Regions from separate parts of the Mus musculus genome. Here region 1 is linked to region 2. The links are chromatin contacts, called in public promoter capture Hi-C maps. All regions are on one chromosome and are shown on one strand. Each heading gives the region's core, a stretch centred on a gene start, on an enhancer-like site or on the middle of the called end of the contact. The rest is flanking DNA. Distances are from core to core; before and after follow the strand shown. Region 1 has its middle 52 kb from the start of Gm38773. Region 2 holds the start of Wnt16 (wingless-type MMTV integration site family, member 16).

Evidence for each region. Promoter capture Hi-C pulls out the DNA fragments that hold promoters and counts their contacts.
Region 1: a promoter capture Hi-C map of embryonic stem cells shows a contact between it and region 2, with 2.2 times the contacts expected there. The contact joins the enhancer-like site here to the promoter of Wnt16 in region 2. A contact is called at or near these places in 5 of 39 promoter capture datasets (embryonic stem cells, liver, pre-B cells and 1 more), 1 of 15 datasets of contacts at CTCF or cohesin (the NIH/3T3 cell line), 2 of 484 Hi-C or Micro-C datasets (both in embryonic stem cells) and 3 of 115 datasets of contacts at active chromatin or transcription factors (all in embryonic stem cells).

Annotation. Positions count from the first base shown.
Region 1 is chr6:22,442,350-22,445,049 of GRCm38.p6, forward strand. No RefSeq gene overlaps it. Among named protein-coding and RNA genes, the nearest start is that of Gm38773, 52 kb to the left of the region's middle. Within about 2 kb of position 1,407, at least 75 of the 459 cell types and tissues checked have an H3K27ac peak or open chromatin away from gene starts, as enhancers often do. A contact at or near this core is called in the NIH/3T3 cell line and embryonic stem cells, where this site is marked.
Region 2 is chr6:22,286,809-22,289,508 of GRCm38.p6, forward strand. It overlaps Wnt16 (wingless-type MMTV integration site family, member 16), which reads left to right and starts at 1,419. Exons shown (of 4, transcript NM_053116.4): 1 at 1,419-1,793; 2 at 1,973-2,220. The coding sequence starts at 1,699.

The DNA.
Region 1 (2,700 bases), core at 157-2,656, 160 kb after region 2:
GGGGGTCTGTCTGTATGTCGTTTGATGTGGGAGGCATCTGTATTTCAGAGACCCATTTGGCTATCTTGAGTCATAGGGAAGAAGCAGGGTCCAGGTGGGAAAGGATGGCTGGAGTCTTAAGAGGCTCAGGATTCAGAACACAGACGGAAGTGAGCTTCATTTTTATTTTATTTTTATTTTTTTATTTTTTTATTTTTTTTTTCTTCCGAGACAGGGTTTCTCTGCATAGCTCTGGCTGTCCTGGAACTCACTTTGTAGACCAGGCTGGCCTTGACCTGAGAAATCCGCCCGCCTCTGCATCCTGAGTGCTGGGATTAAAGGTGTGAGCCACCACGCCGGGCTTTATCTGATTTTTAAAGGTCGTGTTAAACTGGCTGTGGCTGGTCACCCACCAGCACCATGGAAACAAAGACAGAAGGAGTGTTGCAATTTATGACTCCAGCTTAGTCTACTTGGTGAACTCCAAGCCAGGGGCGAACCCATAGTCAGACACTGCCCTTTGCTCCGTCTCCTCTCCCCCAGTATTGGATTGACCCACCGAGCAGGAAGAAAAGCATGGACTTGGAAGTCTAGGCAGGACTTTAGCTCTAAGGCATTTTGCAGTGCCAACATTTGTATCCATGGTAAAAGAGCCCTAGGAACCAAATAATACCAATATAATTAAAAAGTAATTTGTCACTTAAAGCTATCTCATGTTCATCCAAAAAATAATTTAAATAATGAGTCGCTATCTTTACAAATCGTTAAAACATTAAAATGTGTATGACTATATTTAGCAAGATGTCTTGTAGCTGGAAGATAAAATACAAACTAGCGTAAAGCACACCATTAGATTTTAAATGACAAAGAGGAAAACAATGAGAATATCAAACCAGACTAAGGAACATTCCCGTTTAATGAGAGAGAAAGAGAAAAAAATACTTTTCATGCTCTGTCAGTTGATTATGCCTTTCAGTTAATATTAATAACGCAGAGGGGTTGTTTTGACAAGGCTAATGCTGTAAAGGCAGCTGTAGAATAGCAAAAATAGCTCTGATGTTCCATACAGAATGACAGGCATCTGTGCTCGAGCTCTGTCCTCTTCTTAGCTGTGAGGCTCAAATGTGATGGTGTGGGACAAAGGGAAGGTCTAACATGAAAGGAGGATGTTGCTACTAAAGACATCCAGGAGATGGGATGGAGTGGGGAGGGTAGGAGGCTGATTAGAGAAGAACAGATAGCCCAGTTTGAAGCTGCAGGTATCCTTTGGGTAGAGCTGCAGAACTACACTGTGTTTGTTTGTCTTAAAATCCAGTAGTCCCGTGGTCTGCTCATTTCTGACTGCTCTATGGTAGACTGGGAGAGTCCACACAGCGCTGGGCCACAGAGCTGACTTGGTAAACTGAATCCAACTGGGCATGTGGATCTCTAGATGTGTAACCGGAGCTGCTGTGACTGATCTGAGTAGTGTCTGCCCAGGAGTCGTCACCTTCCTGCTCCACCCACCTGCACAATGAATGGTAGTGTGTGAACAAGAGTCGGAATGACAGGGCCCTGGATCGGGGAGAGTGGGGGAAGTGCTGTGGGAAGGATAGGGCAGCCATCCGGTTTTCCACTCACAAAAGGGAGGAAATTAAACGTCCAGAGCATATAACCCAAGCAAAGAACAGCTCAGCTGGTGAGCCAGAAAATGAAGGTTTTTTGTTTTCTGGAAAATAATGGCTTGCATTTATTCAAGGTATAATCTGATCTTAAAGTAGCTTCACCATTCAGAGGGCAGGCTATGCAACTGGATGGGTGGGAATTCAATTCCAGCCACTACTCTCTACACTTCTACCAGTGTGAGGTTTTTCTCCCATGTCATCTCTGTGAACTTACCACTCAGCTTCACACAACAGCTCTAGGTACTGTTTAAACAGCCTACATACTTTAAGAAGGGTCAAGTCTTTCTAGCATATTTGCCTACAGTCATGACTGTGTTTGTGTGTATGTTATGCCATTGAGGCGGCAGAACAAGGCGTGTTGTCGGTGGCTCTGTGGTATCTTGAGTGACCAGGCACGCTCAGAGAACTCGCACAACCTGTCTATAAGCAGCGAGAGTCTGGCAAGGTGCGTGACAGGGAGTGCTCTTTCTATTAAACCGCGCTTTTCCTTTCAGAGACCTCAAATGTGAAAGACGAATTACAACCAGGGCTTCACATCCTCTTTGATTTAAGGAGAAAACAGGTCGTGACGTGGGTTATTGTTTTGCTCACCTTCTTGATGTATACTTTAGCCTTCAAAAGCTGTTCCAGGGAGAGGCGGGGAATAGGCAGGTGGAAAAACCAGTGCCTTGGCCTGACTGTGTGTGTTACATCTTGACACTGGGAAACGTATCCTTACTCTGTGCTTCTGTTTCTCCAGCTTTAGGACAGAGCTAGCCACAACTGTTCTTCAGATTGAAGTATTTGCTTTGTCTAAAGCCACAAGTTGAACACACAAAGCCCTTACTATGGACTGGACCATGTTCTCAGTTGTAGCCGACTGCGGCCACACTAACTGGGTTCCTGAATGGGAGGCCGGAGCTGTATGGGAGAGAACTACGAGAGAAATAATGGAGGCCAAGACATGTTTCTGTTCAAGGCCTCTGAAGTTTACTGAGAGTCCGTGCTTATAAAGAGGGTAGGCCCATTCCCCCCCACCCCCCAGCCCATTCTTGGTGCCTGGGGCCAGCCTGTAGGC
Region 2 (2,700 bases), core at 169-2,668:
GGCTCCGACTTTCAGAGAGGCCACTAGCTATTAGCCAAAATATTTCTGGATCAGTAACCATACCCTATCATCAACTTGACTTTCTAAAAATTACAGTGTGGTTTTAGGACCTGGTACGTAGTGTGCGCGCAGTGCTTGCTGGATAAAGGAGTGAATGGGACAGGATGGGTGTGTGAGTGAGCTTTGATTGACCTTAAGTGAGGCTGAGTATTAAAAGCAAGCAAAAGCTGTCCAAGCCTTTCAGCGCTGAGGCTAAGTGTGGTCACCCACCGAGATGATAGCACCTGGAGAGTTTACTAACATTCCAGATGTCCTCTTGGGAGCAGGTGAAAACCCTGTGCCTGTAAGTAGAGGAGGCGGGGCTCTCTGATACCACAACAAAGCATATTCCTGGCACCTTCAAAGGGTTCTTGAAGACAAAACTCTGACTGCTTCTCAGAACCCTTCCTGCTTCTAAAGTACATTTGGTGAAAGCCTAAGCTGCCAATTCCATTTACCTATAATCTCTGTTACTGATGATCAGAATTCATCTGGCCTTAGATTTGTCTGCCTGGCTGGGTTTTACACTGGTGGAAAGGGGTCTTATTTCCACAAACTTCCATAGGTCTGGGCATGCAGTTGGTGTGGGTGCAGGATTTCTGTTGTCGTTGTTTCCACTCGGTAGCCCTGTGGAAGGTATCCTTGGGTGGGGGGTGGGGTCAGTGTGGGTCAGAAGAGGGTAGGGACAGCGTTCATCTATTTGGAATGCTCTAGTCAGCTCTCACCCATTTGTCTGCCTGCCATTTTCCCCCTTAGAAAAGCCTGTGCTCCCAAAAGCTACAGAAATAAGACAAATGAGAAAAGCCATCACAGAACCTAAGTAAAATACGGGGAAATTTGATGGAAAGCTGGAAATAAATGTGTATACAATGACACGAAAAGAACCCTTCTCGCCTATCCTCTCCGCTTCCAAGGGTGGAAAGATCAGCTTTTTGTGGTATCAATTCTGACCTTATAAAGATAATTCACCAGTGAGAAATACAAGAAAGAAGAGCAGAGTGCTCCGCCCCCCTCCCTTCGGGCCCCCCCACACCTTTACCCTTTTTACTCAAAGGGTAAATCTAGATGTGGCTAGATTTTCTCTCAAGGATGCTAAGAAGTGCTCATCGTTTCTTTGCTCTCCGCTTGACTCAGTCTCGCAGTGACCTCCTCTAAGGACATTGTGAGAGGAGGAAAGGTCGTGACACTCCCAGGTCTAGTTAGACAGTCACGGAGGCTCAGCCCAGGAGCGCCCCCCGCAGAGCCCACTGTTAGCCAATGAGACACTGAAGTTTCCAGATGGTGAGGTACAGGGTTGCTGCTGAGCCAATCAGACTCCAGGCGCGGTCAGGGGGGGAGGAGATGCGAGGAGAAGCCTGGGGCGATGGAGACACAGAGACATCAGCAGAAGTTTCTCACCTTGGAAAGTGAGGGAAGCTCCCGCATCTCCAGCTCATCCTCACCTCTGCGCCAGAGGACCTTAGGCTACTTTCTCCGCCTTATCTTGCCTAGGGGACTGCTGATAGTCTCTGTCCTTGCTGCCCTGTTTAATGTTACCTTCCAGGGGAAAGAGAGCAAGGAACAACTGGGTGCTAAGAAACTGACCCCAGGCCCTGCGGGCCTCTGGAGAGAGGAGACAGAGGAGGAGTGGCTGGGGCTGGGGGTCTCCATGCGTGGGCCATGGACAGAGCGGCGCTCCTGGCCCTGCCCAGCTTGTGTGCGCTGTGGGCAGCCGTGCTGTCGCTGCTCCCCTGCGGAACCCAGGGCAACTGGATGTGAGTATGGGCTCTGTGGAGGCATATAGGGTGGCTGGTCAAAGGAATGACCCAACTAGTGGGCTTTCAACTTGAGGCTGGGAGAGAAGGGGTGGAGACCCTAGGAACGCTGACCTAATGCTTTTGGGGTGGGGGAGGGAAAGGGGAGAGGCTTACCTCAGGGGTGCCGCGTCTTACAGGTGGTTGGGCATCGCCTCTTTCGGGGTACCGGAGAAGCTGGGCTGCGCCGACTTGCCGCTGAACAGCCGCCAGAAGGAGCTGTGCAAGAGGAAACCGTACCTGCTGCCTAGCATCCGCGAGGGCGCCAGGCTGGGCATTCAGGAGTGCAGAAGCCAGTTCCGACACGAGAGGTGGAACTGTATGGTCGCCACTACCACTTCCACCCAGCTCGCCACAGCCCCCCTCTTTGGCTATGAGCTGAGTAGCGGTGAGTCACCAGGACCCTCGGGGATGGTAGGACATACAAGGCGACAGCTTTTCTGCGCGTTCCTTCGATAGAGTGTATAGCGCCTGCACAATTCGGTGCTGGCAAGGTCTTCAATATGGAACATTTGGTGCGAGGTGGGGGTGGGGGAAAACTGGGGCAACAAGGGCCAGCCCCCAGTGTGCAGGTGCGGCCCTGGGGAGGGACGTCCGAGATCTACAGAAGGACTCTTAGAAGGGCTGAAATTCTCCTTGCTTCCCCTGGCCCCTGCCAAAGTTTCAGAAAAACTGAGTTCCTATCCCGTCGACCCCAAGGACCCCATGGCGCCCCGCTCCGTGGGTGACCAGCTGGACAAACATGAGGTCTACAGCCGAGAATGATGCAGCCGCATCTGCTTTGATTTAAGCAGCTCTGTGGCGCCCAGAGCTGCGGACAAGTGGCAATTGAAGCACAGCCGCACGTTTTACTGACTCCTGGGAACAC